Linked DNA regions of Mus musculus: regions 2, 3 and 4 are each linked to region 1. The links are chromatin contacts, called in public HiChIP or PLAC-seq, Micro-C and promoter capture Hi-C maps. All regions are on one chromosome and are shown on one strand. The core of a region is the stretch at or near the end of the contact, and the rest is flanking DNA. Distances in the headings are between cores, read along the strand shown. Region 1 holds the start of Rell1 (RELT-like 1). Region 2 overlaps Tbc1d1 (TBC1 domain family, member 1). Region 3 overlaps Tbc1d1 (TBC1 domain family, member 1). Region 4 overlaps Pgm2 (phosphoglucomutase 2).

What was found. Promoter capture Hi-C pulls out the DNA fragments that hold promoters and counts their contacts. Hi-C and Micro-C count contacts between places; a contact is called where the count stands out from the background. HiChIP or PLAC-seq counts read pairs in DNA pulled down with a chosen protein or histone mark.
Region 2: a promoter capture Hi-C map of pre-B cells shows a contact between it and region 1. The contact joins the enhancer-like site here to the promoter of Rell1 in region 1. A contact is called at or near these places in 4 of 39 promoter capture datasets (the C10 cell line, cranial neural crest, pre-B cells and 1 more), 6 of 484 Hi-C or Micro-C datasets (LSK cells, embryonic stem cells, erythroblasts and 2 more) and 3 of 115 datasets of contacts at active chromatin or transcription factors (bone marrow-derived macrophages, neural tube and stem cell-derived neural progenitor cells).
Region 3: a Micro-C map of muscle stem cells shows a contact between it and region 1, with 9 times the contacts expected there. The contact joins the enhancer-like site here to the promoter of Rell1 in region 1. A contact is called at or near these places in 2 of 39 promoter capture datasets (the HPC-7 cell line and the SN4741 cell line), 2 of 484 Hi-C or Micro-C datasets (muscle stem cells and olfactory sensory neurons) and 2 of 115 datasets of contacts at active chromatin or transcription factors (bone marrow-derived macrophages and stem cell-derived neural progenitor cells).
Region 4: an H3K4me3 HiChIP or PLAC-seq map of embryonic stem cells shows a contact between it and region 1, with 10 read pairs. The contact joins the enhancer-like site here to the promoter of Rell1 in region 1. A contact is called at or near these places in 7 of 39 promoter capture datasets (the C10 cell line, the HPC-7 cell line, embryonic stem cells and 4 more), 1 of 484 Hi-C or Micro-C datasets (myocytes), 5 of 115 datasets of contacts at active chromatin or transcription factors (bone marrow-derived macrophages, effector CD8 T cells, embryonic stem cells and 1 more) and 3 of 9 other capture datasets (adipose tissue, liver and pancreatic islet).

The regions. Positions count from the first base shown.
Region 1 is chr5:63,967,034-63,971,250 of GRCm38.p6, forward strand. Rell1 (RELT-like 1) reads right to left here and starts at 1,864. Exons shown (of 7, transcript NM_145923.4): 1 at 1,613-1,864. The coding sequence starts at 1,700.
Region 2 is chr5:64,215,870-64,220,086 of GRCm38.p6, forward strand. All of the region lies in intron 2 of Tbc1d1 (TBC1 domain family, member 1), which reads left to right. Among named protein-coding and RNA genes, the nearest start is that of Gm46913, 29 kb to the right of the region's middle. Within about 2 kb of position 2,177, at least 56 of the 459 cell types and tissues checked have an H3K27ac peak or open chromatin away from gene starts, as enhancers often do. A contact at or near this core is called in erythroblasts, pre-B cells and regulatory T cells, where this site is marked.
Region 3 is chr5:64,195,097-64,199,313 of GRCm38.p6, forward strand. All of the region lies in intron 2 of Tbc1d1 (TBC1 domain family, member 1), which reads left to right. Among named protein-coding and RNA genes, the nearest start is that of Tbc1d1, 37 kb to the left of the region's middle. Within about 2 kb of position 2,010, at least 74 of the 459 cell types and tissues checked have an H3K27ac peak or open chromatin away from gene starts, as enhancers often do. A contact at or near this core is called in the SN4741 cell line and muscle stem cells, where this site is marked.
Region 4 is chr5:64,115,579-64,119,795 of GRCm38.p6, forward strand. Pgm2 (phosphoglucomutase 2) reads left to right here. Exons shown (of 14, transcript NM_025700.3): 13 at 722-855. Among named protein-coding and RNA genes, the nearest start is that of Pgm2, 25 kb to the left of the region's middle. Within about 2 kb of position 1,808, at least 5 of the 459 cell types and tissues checked have an H3K27ac peak or open chromatin away from gene starts, as enhancers often do. A contact at or near this core is called in embryonic stem cells, where this site is marked.

The DNA of each region.
Region 1 (4,217 bases), core at 614-3,113:
GCTCATCTCTTGATACAGGCCCTAAGCCAGCCAACAAACTGGAAGTTCTATCCTCTCCACCTTAGGTACTTCATTCTTTTTAAGCACTAACTTTCACTCATAAAAGGTTACTAATAGCACCACTCCGTAGAACTTTCTTCAGTCACATTGCAGGCCTGACACCCGGATGTTGTTCAGAAACCCAGCAAAACAAAAACCCACTCTAGGAATGGATTTCTCCTGATGATGGCTGGTTACATGCCTCACTTACTAAACTGTAACAATCTTGCTCCCAGGTTCATCTTTTCTGTTATTGTTCCAAACTCTGCAACAAGTGATACCACTTACTACCTGCAGTCTCCAATCTACGTTGAAACTATGTTGTAGTTACAAGTCTCGGGAAAGAAGCCCAGGATGCACGGGAAAATCTCCCATCCAATAGAACGAGTCACCAGCTTCCCTTTCCCCTGGGTAGATGGCTGAAGGAAATGCGGATCTGCTAATAAATACCCAGGAGACACATCGTCTATCTATCCTGTTCCCTTGCTAGCTCGTTCTGATGCCCATGAAAAAGTAAAGGACAAATGAGAAGCAGGCTCCAAAGCTCCGAGTGACTAGAACATTCTCCAAAAAGAAGAGCAGCACGTATATTTTATAGAGAAGACAGTCACCGTTGGAAGCCTTCCAGCTGCTTATTATTTGGGCCTGAAGAGGAGCCACCCCTGAAGGCAAGCTTGGCAGAGCCTGCTGACGTAAGAATCAGCCTGTGGTAACCCCAAACGGCCAGGAAGGCTTAACTTTTTTTTTTTAAGTACTGCAGCGAGGTGGCAATTAAGAGGGGGAAACAATTATTAAGAATCCCTGGTGTGTGCCTTATAAAAACAGGAGCACAAGGCAAAGGCGTCCTTAAGTAAAAGGTAGACCTCTTAGATTTCAGTTAGAAACTCCCGCTGATGGCTTGTAGTTGAAGACAGCACTCAGCGTCTCGGCTTGGTGGCTTCCACCCCGACCACAGAGGTTCCTTTTGTGATGACAGGATTTGATACAAAGAAAAAGCAGTATACATTATAGATGTCTTTCCTCTTTCCCGGCCTAATTTATCCAGCATGTATGGGAAGGAGTGAGAAATTCCCGACTTACTAAAAGAATCCATAACCACCTGCAAAGACTGGCACTTTCAAGGCTTTAACATAATGAAAAGGAAAGAAGAAAATAAAGCGAGGAAGGAGGCTGGAAAGCAGAACCCTATCCCGGGTGTCAAGATATTCGCCTGGTGAGGCCTCTGAGGACCAGGACAGTAGAAAGGGGTCCACGGCTAGGGAGAAGGCATCCCAGGAAAGCGACATCCTGAAGAATCCGAGTTGGGGTCCCGCCGTTTTTTAGAAGCGGCGGGGAGGGAAGGCGGGACCCCGGCAGGCGGGTGGGGAAGGACTGGAGCCGCGCTGCGCGCCGCACCCTGCCCGGGCCACCCCGGGACACCCAGATGTTCAGAGCCAGATCCGGTAGCACAGCAGGGCGCGCGCAACTCAGGGCGCGGCGGGGTTGTGGGCTCGACCGACTCGTCGAGCCCCTGGCTCCCTTCCGTGCGCAGACCCAACTCACCAGGCGTCCCGACCAGGACCAAAGCACTCACCGGCGGCCACCAGCGGCGAACTCACAGCGCCTCCCACGAACACTGAAGCAGCAAGCACAGCGGACCCCGGGAGTCCCCACAGAGCCATCGCCGCGTCCCTCTGCCCTCCTCGCCCCGGCCGCGGCGTCCCGGGTCGGGGTAGACGGTGCAGCTCGAGGGCTGCCGGGTGGATTGAATGCAGGAGCTCGGCCCCCGCGAGCCCCTACCCGCTCAGCCTGGACCCGCCAGGACCCCGCCCACCGCACGGAAGCCCCGCCCCTGATCGCCGCGCCCCGGTCCCTTGAAGCCTGGACCCGCCTCCGCACGCATGACCCCGCCCCCGAGTCCAGGCCGCGCCTCTCCTGTCACTCCCGCTTCCCCTCTAAACCCTTGGGTCGCGTCAGCCGCGCGCCCAAGCCGTGGCCCCACCCCGAGCCCCGCCCACTGCTGACCCTCTCCGCCTCCTCTGCTGGGCGGGCTAACCCTGCCCAGCCAAGTGGCGGGTCTGCGCGGGAGCCTCAGGCTGGGGCGGGTTACTCCCTTCTCCTGGGTCCTGGGACTAGTCAGATGCGGGAAGAGGAAGGCAGAGGTTAGGCCAGGAAGCCCAGGATGGAGAGCAGACAGGACCAGCAGTTTCAGAATGGCGCGATGTTTTTTTTTTTTTTCTCAATCGGAGTCTTTACCCAGTTAATTAACCTTCGTTAGTGGTCTAGGAAGGAATGCTACGTTCAAAGTCATGGTTGATCGTTTAAACATTAAGGAGAATAAATTAAAAAAAAAAAACTTTTTTAATTGTCCCCATCCCATTCTGTCTAAGCTACTTCTATTGAGGAACACGTCCCCACACACTGGTTGTTTGCTTGCGTTGGACTGGGTTTTGTTTTAATCATCTTGCAAACACTCCCCTGGAACAATTCTTCAACTTTCCAGTCACTTCTGTCTTCATATCCTCACATCAGCTCGGTAAGGTGAGTATTATCCCCATGTCACCGGCCAGGAAGTGAGCTCATGAAGTCTGCATGACCTGGGCCACCATGATCCATGTATCTCCAGTGTTTGCTTGCAGGTTTAATCTCAGCTCCTGGCTCAAGGACAGCATGCACTAAGAGGGCAGAAGTAGTTGTTAAAGGGGAATGTACCTTTTTCTGACTAGCTTCCTTTTAACTAACCAATAGCCTCGTTTTAACTAATCCGTGGAGACTCCACACAAGGTCCTTAAAGCCCAGTCCTGACAGATGTGAGCTGAATGGAGGGTGGGTCTTCAGCCCCTTCTGTAAACTGACTGGTGGCCTCTAATGCTCAAGGGGGAGTTATTTCTCCTCTCTAACACCCTCCACCCTTCTGTTACAAATAGCAATGATGTGAGAATTACCAGGGAGAGAAGCTGAAGGTTGGAGGCCCTGCCCTTTGAGTCAAAGACAGGAACTATGGATCCTATGCACAATTTGTGGCACATCCTGTAGTCTGACAAATGTATCAAAGGGAAAGGTCTGAGAAAGAATGCAGAGGAAAGACATTGTGCTGGCCAGTTTTTTTTTTGTTTTGTTTTGTTTTGTTTGTCAACTCAACACAAACTAGAGATTTGTCTGAGAACCTCAATTGGAAAAAAATATCTCCATAAGATCAGGTTGTAGGCAAGTCTGTAGGGCATTTTTCTTAATGAGTGATTGATGGGGGAGGGCCCAGCCGATTGTGGTTTCTGTAAGAAAGCAGACTGTCCAAGCCACGAGGAACAAAGCCAATAAGCAGCACCCTTCCACGGTCTGGGGGCCAACTCCTGCCTCCAGGCTCCTACCCTGCTTGAGTTCCCGGTTTGTTTCCTCTGATAATTAAACAGCAACGTGGAAGTGTAAGCCAAACAAGCCCTTTCCTCCCTGTGGTGGTTTGAATAGGACTGGCTCCCATAGACTCCTGTGTTTGAATGCTTGTCCCCAGAGAGTGACACTATTAGGAGGTGTGGCCTTGATGGAGGAAGTAAGTCCCTGGGGATTGGGCTTTGATATCTCAGAAGCTCAAGCCAGGCATACTGGTTTAAGGCTGCCTGAGGATCTGAACGCTCAGCTGCCTCTCCACGGGTGTTTGCATGCCACCATGCTTCCAGCCATGATGACAATGAACTAAAACTCTGAACGGTAGCCAGCCCCAATAAATTGTTGTCCTTTATAAGAGTTGCTATGGTCATGGTGTCTCTCCACAACAATAGAACAGTGACTAAGACACTCTCACAAGTTGTTTTGGTCACAGTGTTTCATCACAGCAATAGTAAACCCTACAAAGTAAGCAATAGAACAAACATTCATGTGGTTATCTAACTATTAGAGGAGAGAATCCTGGGCTTAGAAACTGAAGGACAAATTATCAACAGTCACCAAACCAGCTGCATCACTCATTGGAAATACTGAGCTAAGTGCCGGAAAGGGGTCTGGGGTCCCAGGGAAATGCACACAATCCAAAGCATTTTGGCAACACCAAAAGTTTTGCCTCAGCAGAAGGGTATGAAGCCAGGCCAGATCAAGCTGGCAAGCACACCCAGTGGCTGCCCTGCAGGGTTTTTATTCCTAAACAAAAGGGGTCCTGCGCCTCACTCTGAATGGTCAGAGGTCAACCTCACACCATTAAGCAATTG
Region 2 (4,217 bases), core at 927-3,426, 250 kb after region 1:
GATGGATCAGTGGGAAAAGCGCTTGTCTCATAAGCATAAACAAGGAGCAGAGTTTGCTCAGAACCCAAATAAAAAGCCAGGTGGGCATAGCAGCCTGCTTGCAATTCTAGCACTTGGGAATTAAAGATAGGGCAACCTGTGGCAAGCCGGCTTGCCAGCCTGGCTGAATCAGTGAGCTCTGGGCTCAGCAAGTCCCCACCACAGTAAATGAAGTGAAGAGCCGATGAAGAAGTATCAACTCTCTGGCCTCTACACGCTCCCATACGCATCCACATAAGTGTAAACATATACACATATACACACACCACATACATATGTGCTCATGCAAAAAACCCCGTATGTCTGAAAACTGTTGTGACTGTGTAGTAGCTACATGGATGTCAGAGTCCATTTTCTTTTGCCACAAGAGAACACGCGTGGCTGCCTAAATTCCTAAACAAATGGAGATTTATTTAGATCATGTCTAGATGCTGGGGAGTCCAAGAGGAGATAGTTATAGCTGGTGAAAGCCTGGTGTGTTCAATTCCTGATGTAGAAGCAAAAGGAGACCCAAGTGGAAGAGAGGAGTCAATGTCGTGTGAGAGCCACTCCATGGCTGCCAGAAAGTCATTCGTCCCTGCATCAGTGTGGTGACTCTATGACCCAAATGCCTCCCACCAAGCTAAATCCCGAGGGCCTAACACCCAGGCAATGGCAAGTGAATCCCAGCATGTGTTTTTGGAGGGTCAAACCATATTTGAACCATAAGAATGTATGTGTATTTGTCCTGGGCTATTTCATTTGGCGGGAGGGGGGGGCATAGGGGAGGGATTGTTTTACCAGTTAAGCTGTAGGAAGCATGAATGATTTGACAAATTCTAGGGGCTGGAGAGATGGCTCAGTGGTTAAGAACACTGATTGCTCTTCCAGGGCTTGAGTCCCAACACTTATGTGATGGCTCACAACTGTCAGTAACTCCAGTCCCAGGGGGTTCTAGTGTCCTCTTTGGCCTCTGTAGGGACCAGGTACACATGTGATACACAGACATGTGTAGGCAAAACATTTATAAAATAATAAATCTTACCCAAAAAAGTGAAAATCCTGTCAGTACCTAATTCTAATGCTCTACAGATTAGGGATAGTCTTCCTCCTCTCTTATCTGTAAGGGTAATTTCTACTTAGCATTTGGATGCCTGGTAAGACTCCAAGCTGCCTACAGGGCCTGCCGTTGGCTCAGGACCCCTTCTCTGGCTCCCTGACTCAAGCAGTCAGCTGTGCTCTTTCCTCTTTGCTTGCAGTGTGGGCTTGCTGGACTGTAAACCGTCCCTTCAAGGGCAGGTGGTGTGTCTACCGCTGCACCCCAGGAACTGATGCGCGGTGATGAGCCATAGGCATTAGTAGACTGATGGATGGTTGAAGCCTATCCCTCGGTGGGGCCAGGTTGTAGATGTGAAATTACCAACTGGTCCTCAGTTTCCCCTTCTTAGGAGGTCAGGAGGCTCCCTGTTTCATGCACTATGGAGATTTTGAACAATGCGTGGGGGGCCAATGGACTTTGTCTAGGGTTCACTGGTTTCCTCCGAGTCTGACAGGCAAAGCACTCTGAGCATTATGCTCCATCACCACGATCATTTCTTATCTCCAAGAGCTGCAATGATTAACGAGATAATGGCAAACATCTGCCAGACACTAAGTGCTCAGGGAATACTGCTTGCTTCCCTCCTGAATAGTGATCTCCGAGAAGGCTTTGAGAGACCAGGCAGGCATCCATTCTTGATCTCTCCTCCGAAGGAAGGAACCGATTCTGCGTTCTGGAAAGTTCTCGGAGCTTTGGTGACCTGTTGAGAGTGACTCTGAGTTTAACAATCAAAGATAACTGTGAGCTAAGGCCATCAGACCATTAACCCATCATGAGTTGGTTCGTTTTAGATGGAGTCTCAGAGCTCAGGCTAGTCTGCAACCCTGTCTGCAGCTCTGGTTGGTCTCGAATCTGTCATCCCTCTACCTCGGTCTTACAAGTGCTGGGGTTTCAGCAGTGTGCCACCAGGGGATTCACTTCAACATAAATGTCACAGCTTGGGAGGAATGTTGGAGATTTTAAGTCCATAATAACTTCCACAATAGCTACAGGGTAGATACGGATCCAGGTGTGATCTGTCCCTGAAATGAGTAGGTAGAGCTGGCAGAACATCCGAGTCCACCTGGCCCCAAGCCACCCCGTTCTGCCTCATAGAGAGCAAAGTTCAAAGGCTCAAAAGAAAGTTAATCCAAACCACAGAAGAAACTGCCTGGCCCTCATCTGAAAGCTGAGTTTATGTTGAAATTCATGAAAACATGAAACTTCACGTTGCTTGTATTATCGTTGTCACATTTGGGAAATTCCAGGTTAGAAGACCTACAATTCAGACCCCCCTGCATAAAAGCTTTAAGAGGATGGATGAGACTCTAACACACATGGAAAGGAGAAGCCATTCTCTCTTCAGGTCCGCTCACCCCTGGTGTCTGTCAGAGCCAGTAGGAGCTGTTTTTAGTTCTGTTCCTTCTCCAGCTGTACAGAGAGGCCAGGGTGTGTGTGTGTGCGCGCGTGCAGTGTGCACGGGTGGTTTATTTTACAACCCGGGCAGGTGTTCTTTTGCTAAGCACTAAATCCCCAGAGACTACTGGAGGTTGTTTCCCCCTATTCTCTCTCCCCCTCCCCCTCTCTCCTCCCCTCCCTCCTCTCTCCTCCCCTCCCCCTTCCCCTCCCCCTCCCCTCACCCCTCCTCTCAGTTATGGGGACTAACTTGGGTCATGATTTCTGGAAAGTGTTCTTGCTCAGTGCACCAACAATGGCACCAAGAAGAGCCTGAGCAGACACTTGGCGAGATGCAGGAGTCTGTGACTCACTGGCTTTTACCTTGAAATCTCAGGTTACACCAAGAAAGCAAAAACAGGGCTTTAGGGATGACAGGATCGCTTAGCAGGTAAAGGCACCTGCCACCAAGCCCGACAACCCCAATTCAACCCCTCAGGCCATTTGGTAGAAAGAGAGAGCCAATCCTAGTAAGTTGGCCTCTGACCTCCACCCACGCCTTCGTACCCTCGTCATGCCCCAGCAGTGGCACATACAATAGTAATGTTAAATTTTTAAAAGGATCGTGTTTTGCATAAGGAAGCATGCTCATTTCAGACTTGAAAAGAGTGAATGTTGTGAGAAAGGGCTCAGCTGTGGATAAAACCTGGGATTAAGTTTGTATAGAAAGTCTTAGAAATTAAAAATTTTACAAAAAAAAAATCATATTCAAAGGTAAATTCAACCACCTAAACCAGGAAACTTTGACCTGCTGTGGAGGGAGGGGAACGAGTTTGGATCAGGTTTTTATTTGCTAATAGACCAGTCAGGAAATAGCATTTCATACTTTTCCATTTTTATTTTTTTTTTATATGTGTGTGGTGTATGTGTTCATGTGTGTGTTAGGTCACATGCCAGGGGTTAGCTTTGGTTGCTGTTCTTTAGGAACACTGTCCCCCTTGGGTTTTCAGAGTCTTTCGTTGGTCTGGAACTCACCTACTAGGTTATGTGGCCTGGCCATTCAGGAAGCGCCAAGGATCCACCAGTCTTCCTTCCTCCCCAGGACTCAGATTACAAACCTACCACTGCCTGGGCCTGGCTGGCTGCTGCTCTTTTGTTGTTGTTGTGGCTGTTGTTGCTGTTGCTGTTTTCTTTCACAGGTTCGGGGGATTGAACCCGGGTCCTTGTGCTTGCAAGGCAAGCACTTTACTGAGCCATTTCTCCAGCCCTCTTCTAGGTCTTTTTTTTTTTTTTAAGGAGGAACATATTTTTTTTTTCCATTTAGTAGTCATTATTTTAATGGCATTAGTGCACAGAGAAATTTCATGAAACACAGCTGGATCCTTTCAAATGTTTCCATTATAAATGTTCACAAGATGTCTGAGATGAAAGCCGAGATCCTCTGTTTCATTATAACACAAGGTGTGGATGTCAAAATCTTTTGATTATAAATTTTTTACTGTTTTCTTTTATGAGCTCATTACTGCTGGTTTTTCCCCCATGAACTTGAAATATGAACAGTGCTTTGGAAGGAAGATTATTTGCTTTAACTTTATAGACTGAGCTAAAAATAGACAAATGCTGTTTCTAGTTTCGGAATGCCATACAAACTTCAAAAGTAAATATGCCCAATTGACACAGAAAGTAAAATATGGAGAAGAAAACAGATATTCGTAGCAAAATGTAA
Region 3 (4,217 bases), core at 760-3,259, 230 kb after region 1:
AATATACACATATTGTGCTTATATATATATATATACACACACACAATACATATATATTTATAAACACACACATATAAATATACATATATACAATCTTCATATTCATATATATATACAGATATTGTGTACATGTTTTCCTATATAAACATACATAAAGAGCAAAATGGTAAAATGTATGTGTGTGTCTGTCTGTGTGTGTGTCTGTGTGTGTGTGTGTGTGTCTGTGTAGACTCTGGAGCTGGACAAACCTAGATTTTTTATTTATTTGTTTGTGTTGGGGGATCTCAGCAGCCATAGTGAGTGTGGAGGTCAGAGGACAGCTTCACCTGAGTCTGTTCTCTCTTCCTACTATGTGGCCTGGGGATCAAGCTTAGGTTCTCAGGCTTGGGGACAAGAGTCTATAGATGCCAAGCCATCTCCCCAGCCCTTGATGTGTGTGTGTGTGTGTGTGTGTGTGTGTGTGTGTGTGTGTGTGTGGATGTGTGTGGTGTGTGTTTGTGTGTGGTGTGTATGTGTGGGGATGTGTGTGTGGAGTGTGTGTGTATTTGTGTGTGTGGAGTATGTGTGTATGTGTTTGTGTGGAGTATGTGTGTGTATGTGTTTGTGTGTGGGGGTGTGTATTTGTGTGTGTGTGTGGAGTGTGTTGTGGGGGTGTGTGGTGTGTGTTTGTGTGTGTGGCATATGTGTATGTGTGTGTTTGTGCTTGTGTGTATGTGGAGTATGGGTGTGTGTGGTGTGTGTTTGTATGTGTGGTGTGTGTGTGTGTTTGTGTGTGCTTGTGTGTATGTGGAGTGTGTGTGTGTATGTGTGTGGTGTGTGTTTGTGTGTGTGGTGTATGTGTGTGTGTGGTGTGTTTATGTAAGACAAGGACTCTTGTAACTCTGGCTATCCTTGACCTTGTTGTATAGTAAGGGTAACTTTGAACTCCATATCTTCCTGTTCCCCCTCCTACCTTCTGGGATTCCAGACCTTGCCACGATGCCTAAAAAACCCACAGATCTTTCTTGCTGTGGCTGTGTTCCTTGGCAGCTAGAAAGACATTTAAAATGTAAGTTTAACCATCAGTAAACTGAGGGCACCACAGATTCCATTAGATAGACTATAAGGACAAAAGAGAAGATCTGTGCTGAGTATTTGGCATCTGCCCTACATCCAGCAAGCTGTGACCATGCCCAGCATGGTGAATGGTGAGCACTCTGAAGACAAGATTGGCATGATCTTGGCATCTGTGTGGATTACACCATGGGAGGCTGCCTTACCATGCTTCACTGGGGTGGCTTGTCTGTGAGGTCTGCCAAGTCTCTGAGAACTGGGTCTAAGCCAAGAGACATGTCATAGTCTTTTGAGGGATTTTCTTTTAACCTGTTTAGTTATTTATTATTTATGTATGTGTGTACTTTCAGAGGCCAGAAAAGGGCATCAGATCCCTACCCTACCCCACCCTGCCCAGCTAGAGTTACTGGCAGTTGTGAGTCACCCAACCTAACATGGGTACTTGGTACTGAACCCTTGACCTCTGGAGGAAGAGTATGTACTCTTAACTGTTGAGCCATCTCTCCAGCTCTTTAGACACAATTTATTATTTGACTTTGAGTTTCTGTGTAGGCTTATTAGTCTTGAAAAACTATGTTTCAACAGACCACACATGACCAGTCCTGATCTTTGACGCAGGGCCAAAAATGTCTCAGAAGCCTGGCAAGTGGGGCACACAGAGCATACTGAAAGCCAGCAAGGCCCCCTGTACTGCATGTGTTCTGTGTAAATGAAGACACTCAGAAGACCAGTTGGTTTTGACCTCTGGATCCAATGGATAGAACCACTGGACAGGCAATGTCGGCTGTGGGTACACCATGCGTTGTGGTTCTGTGTACTGGGGCTGCAGGGCTGGCCTGTGGTTAGATGAGAATCCAGACTGCTGGAATCTAGAAATGTCAGCTGGCTAGGCAGCTGTCTGTCCAGGAGCAAGGTCAGACATACAGGATGAGTCAGGATGGGTTTGGACGACACTAGTGTAGGATGTTCAGAGGCTAGTCCAGGCTGCCTGTCACAGGGATAGGTCAGGACTGAGAACAAGGCTAGCCAGAGCTGTGTCCAAGAACCAGAGTGGAAACTAGAGAGAGAGAGAGAGAGAGAGAGAGAGAAAGCCAAAGGCCACAGCAGGGCGGGGCAGAGAGGGACGGGGGAAGAGGAATGTTTTCTTTGCTTGCTAACTGGTCAGGAAGTCTGTATCAAGAAAAGGGAGACGAGGGCGCAGAAGACGGGTTTCCTTTCTGTAGGACAGAACCTGGCGAGCAGAGGGCAGTCTGACCCAGGGTAACTTGCAGTTTCTGTGGGGAGGAGTTCAGGGTAAGAGGGGGTCACCTGTGCTACTTCCCCAGGGTCCTGTCACATGGACATTTCTCCCTCTCATCCTCATATAGACTCAACTGTGCCGCAGAAATAAATGAACCCCGAAGCTCAGTGGTTAGCACAAGGATCCTCTAGTTGCTGCTCCGGGGCCTGTGTGCTCTGAGTTGACGATAGCCAAGAGTCTTTGTTCTGAGGCCCCAAGCTGCCTCTCTCTTATGTTCTGTTGTGACCTCTGCTATAGTGCAGAAGAAAAGACTGGGAAAGTTCCCTTACTTCACTCTAACCCCACACTGTATTTCTTTTTTTTTTTAATTTAGTTTAATTTTTTATTTTTTGAACATTAGTGTTTTATCTGCACATATGTCTATGTGGAGGTGTTAGGTCCCCTGGAACTAGAGTTACAGACAGTTGTAAACTGCCACATGGGTGCTAGAAATTGAACCCTGGTCTCCTGGAAGAGCAGTCAATGCTCTTAACCCCCGGATCCCTCTCTCCAGCTCCCAACACTGTATTTCTTATCTAGACTTTTTGGGCAAGTTCCTTAACAGTCTCCACATTTCCACCCTTGTCTTCCCCAGGTCTAAGGCAGCCAGCTCCAGGCATGACCATCATTGCCGCAGATCTGGTGATGTGCCCTTCTGCTGCCCTCTCCACTTATGGTCTAGCATAGCTCTGCCCTTCAGAGAACAAGCCATGGAGACTTAGTAAGATTTTCTCGGCCTTCTGAGTCTCATTTTGCCAGTTGCCCTACCTCTCCCAGTTGCTTACATCTCATATCCCCTTATCCTAGGCCCACGTCATCCTCTTTCTCTAGTCTATAACATTCCATGGCCTCTCTTAGTTCTAGAGCATCCCAGATTCCCTTTGTTCCTGTGACCTAGACCGCTCAGTACCCTCCCTGTTTGGCTACCTTTAACTTAACTTGCCATTTCTAAGCTTGCATGCCACTTTCCCAGAAAGCCTCTCTTGCATAAATTTGCAAGGAAAATCATAGGCTTCAGTAGACTGTAATCTTCAAGAGAGGGATTTCCATCTTGCTCCCTGAATGACCCACACACTTAGAACTGTCCTTAACACATAACAGTTAACACATAACTTCCTTGTATGAGTGAATGAATGAATGAATGAATGAACAAATTGTATGTAAAAATTCTTTAGCTCCAAAAACCAACACTAACCAACAAAGGTAGAAAAGAGAATCATTTAGAAGAATCCTAGGGTTTTTCACAGAGTCACCATGACGTGTGCAAAGCCGGTCTGACCAAGCCATGAAGGGTCGGCATCAGGCAGGAGAAACCACAGACGTGGTTACATCACAGGGATACCCTGGCAAGGGCACCACCCTGGCTTTGCTATCAGACACCGCTGCCCTGGCACTGCAGCTGCTGGGCATTAGCTACAGCTCCATGGCCCTTCTTGTGTTTCAGCTCTCATTAACCCTGTGACTTGACATTACCCTGGGAGAGTAGCAGCCTCAGACAGGAATATCTGATGGGTGAGATGAGTTCAGGCATCCATCTGTGGCTAGAGAGCTGCTGAAAGTGAGTCCTCGCACTTATCAATGGACCGGGCAGGCCTCCACCTGTTTTAGAACAGCCATTTAAGACTGAATGACCTCACAAACTTGAACTATGGGGACTGCTTAGAATAAAGATTTCCATCAACTCAGACGGGCATAAAAATTAGGAAATGTTGAGTCCACAATTCCTAGTCCTATTCCATTCTAAAAAGAACCATTATGATACGTTGGTAACAGTTCATCCACATGTCTATTAGATGCTTCTTGGATAAGAATTATCTCTTGAGTCATACAGGGCTAGACGTAGCAGTTACGGTATGCTTGCCCTTTGTATATGAAGCGAGCGCTC
Region 4 (4,217 bases), core at 558-3,057, 150 kb after region 1:
GCAACTTTAAATATATGCCTTAGTTAGGGTTTCCATTGCTGTGAAGAGATACCGTGACCGAGGCAACTTTTATAAAGGACAATATTTAGCTGGAGCTGGCTTACAGCTTCTGAGGTTCAGTCCATTATCATCAAGGCAGGAAAAATGGCAGCATCCAGGCAGACATGAAGCTGGAGGAGCCAAAAGTTCTACATCGTGTTCCGAAGGCAGATAGGGGAAGACTATCCTCAGGCAGCTTGGAGGAGGGTTTCAAAGCCCACCCTACACTGACACACTTTCTCCAACAAGGTCACACTTCCTAATAGTGCCACTCCCTGGGCCAAGCGTATTCAAACCACCACAATATTGAAATTTTGTACCAGGAAAAAAAAAATCTCCTTAGGAACTGTTTTTTTGGCCAAAGTTTGCATTTACAACACTGAGGAATGATCTAATTTTTTGTAGTACATTATTGTCTCAGTTTCTTATGAAATACCATATTTTAATTTGAACAAAACTTTGATAACTTTAATAGATATGTAGAAGTAGAAAGCTACACTGTGAAGTTACTTAATGTTCACAAATTACTGGGATTGAGTCTTCTCATTTTCCCAGGGATGTTCTTCTGTGGCCCATATCCTCGTCTGGTTATTCGTTTTCTTGCTTATGTGGGACAGTAATTCACTAGGTCAGAAAGGGTTGTTGCTGTTTAAATGTGTGACCTGTACAAATTAATCCCTAGGTTCTTCCTACCAGTAAGAGCAGCCAAATGATCACCTTCACCTTTGCTAATGGAGGTGTGGCCACCATGCGGACCAGTGGGACTGAGCCCAAAATCAAGTACTACGCAGAGTTGTGTGCTCCCCCTGGCAACAGGTATGACATCGCTGCTATGACTCTCATCCCTGAGACTTCCTGGTTCTGTTCAAGTGTTAAGTGAAAATTCCCAATTGTAGCCTAGTTAGAAACTGTGGTGATATCATGGGGACACCAACCTATTAACATGCAATGACAATAAAAACCACAGCTTAAGGTAAGATTACTATTAATAGACTTCATATTGTACATTTCATTTATTAATAGAGTTATCTAACCTGTGAATCAGAATCAATAGCCTTTCAAGTCTAAGTGGTACTATCTAAGAAGTATTTTTGTTAGAAAAGATGTCTTTCCCAACTTTTTACTTTTAAAAACTTTCAGACATAGAAATGCTAAAATGATAATTCACTGAGCCCTCAAGGTCCTTACCCAGGCCACAAGATGGTAAATACAAGACAGATAATGTCTTGGTGTTCGCAGGTCCTATAGGGCTGTTGTAGCTACTCCTGTTGAAGTGTAGAAACAGGATGTGGTGGCATAGGCCTCTTTAATCAAGGCCGAAAGAAAGAAAGAAAAAATAAATGTAGAAACAACCATATATGTATCAATGAATGAACATAGCCTGTGCCCCAGTTAAACTTGATTCACAAAACCAGACCATGAAACAGTGCAGACCCCAACATAGCCTCTACCTTTGCTGGTATCTTACAGTATGTCTCTCGTTGATTTTTTTTTTCTTTTCTTTTTCCTTTTTCCTTTTTTCTTTTTTTCTCAAGACAAGATTTCTCTGTGTAACAGAGCCCTGGCTATCCTGGATCCACTCTATAGACCAGGCTAGCCTTAAACTCACAAGAGATCCACCTGCCTCTGCCTCCTGAGTGCAGTTAAACTGAATTTAAACTGAAAGTTAAATTCTTCAGGAAACATTCTCTTTTGAATGTTATCTACCCAGGCCACCAAGGATAATTGCCTTCATTTAAAGTAAACTGCTTTCACTGAAATGCCCAAATTAGCATTTGAATAACTATTTGTGAGCTTAGCCTGGTCAACATGAATTCAGATTTGTCCCAGGTCCTCAAAGCAGCTTTTCTCCCCCTTTCCTGAATCAGAATTGCATTGAGAACTCAGCAGCTTCTGGTATTATTTATTTTACAAAGATTTTTGGCCTGATTAGAGAGAGACACGCTGCCTGATTGTGAAAGACTTCAATATCCATGCCTATAACATGACCCACTGAATTTAAACTGAAGAGATAAGGATTGATTCCTAACCAGGGGTTTGCATAGCCATACAGTGTGTCCTTGTCTTAAAAATATCACTCAGCAATATCACACTTTAGATTTCAAGATAAGTCATTTAGGATTAGGGAAGGGACTTAGGAAATTAGTCTGAACAGGTGAGAGGGTGCGCCAGAGAACCTGACAGCCTCTGGAACAGGCAGAAGCACAGAGGGGCTGAGGCAGCACCCTGTGTGGGCCGGGGACAGCCGGCCACCTTCCGGACCGGAGGACAGGTGCCCGCCCGGCTGGGGAGGCGGCCTAAGCCACAGCAGCAGCGGTCGCCATCTTGGTCCGGGACCCGCCGAACTTAGGAAATTAGTCTGAACAGGTGAGAGGGTGCGCCAGAGAACCTGACAGCTTCTGGAACAGGCGGAAGCACAGAGGCGCTGAGGCAGCACCCTGCGTGGGCCGGGGACAGCCGGCCACCTTCCGGACCAGAGGACAGGTGCCCACCCGGCTGGGGAGGCGGCCTAAGCCACAGCAGCAGCGGTCGCCATCTTGGTCCGGGACCCGCCGAACTTAGGAAATTAGTCTGAACAGGTGAGAGGGTGCGCCAGAGAACCTGACAGCTTCTGGAACAGGCAGAAGCACAGAGGCGCTGAGGCAGCACCCTGTGTGGGCCGGGGACAGCCGGCCACCTTCCGGACCAGAGGACAGGTGCCCGCCCGGCTGGGGAGGCAACCTAAGCCACAGCAGCAGCGGTCGCCATCTTGGTCCCGGGACTCCAAGGAACTTAGGAATTTAGTCTGCTTAGGTGAGAGTCTGTACCACCTGGGAACTGCCAAAGCAACACAGTGTCTGAGAAAGGTCCTGTTTTGGGCCTTCTTCTTCGGCCAGGAGGAGGTCCAAATACAAGATATCTGTGCACCTTCCCTGTAAGAGAGCTTGCCAGCAGAGAGTGCTCTGAGCACTGAAACTCAGAGGAGAGAATCTGTCTCCCAGGTCTGCTGATAGACGGTAACAGAATCACCAGAAGAACAATCTCTAAACAGAGTCAACTATAACTACTAACTCCAGAGATTACCAGATGGCGAAAGGTAAACGGAGGAATCTTACTAACAGGAACCAAGACCACTCACCATCACCAGAACCCAGCACACCCACTTCGCCCAGTCCAGGGAACCCCAACACACCTGAGAACCTAGACCTAGATTTAAAAGCATATCTCATGATGATGGTAGAGGACATCAAGAAGGACTTTAATAAATCACTTAAAGAAATACAGGAGAACACTGCTAAAGAGTTACAAGTCCTTAAAGAAAAACAGGAAAACACAATCAAACAGGTAGAAGTCCTTACAGAAAAAGAGGAAAAAACATACAAACAGGTGATGGAAATGAACAAAACCATACTAGACCTAAAAAGGGAAGTAGACACAATAAAGAAAACTCAAAGCGAGGCAACACTAGAGATAGAAACCCTAGGAAAGAAATCTGGAACCATAGATTTGAGCATCAGCAACAGAATACAAGAGATGGAAGAGAGAATCTCAGGTGCAGAAGATTCCATAGAGAACATCGGCACAACAATCAAAGAAAATGGAAAATGCAAAAAGATCCTAACTCAAAATATCCAGGAAATCCAGGACACAATAAGAAGACCAAACGTACGGATAATAGGAGTGGATGAGAATGAAGATTTTCAACTCAAAGGTCCAGCAAACATCTTCAACAAAATTATTGAAGAAAACTTCCCAAATCTAAAGAATGAGATGCATATGAACATACAAGAAGCCTACAGAACTCCAAATAGACTGGACCAGAAAAGAAATTCCTCCCGACACATAATAATCAGAACATCAAATGCACTAAATAAAGATAGAATACTAAAAGCAGTAAGGGAAAAAGGTCAAGTAACATATAAAGGCAAGCCTATCAGAATTACACCAGATTTTTCACCAGAGACTATGAAAGCCAGAAGAGCCTGGACAGATGTTATACAGACACTAAGAGAACACAAACTGCAGCCCAGGCTACTATACCCAGCCAAACTCTCAATTATCATAGAGGGAGAAACCAAAGTATTCCACGACAAAACCAAATTCACGCATTATCTCTCCACGAATCCAGCCCTTCAAAGGATAATAACAGAAAAAAACCAATACAAGAACGGGAACAACGCCCTAGAAAAAACAAGAAG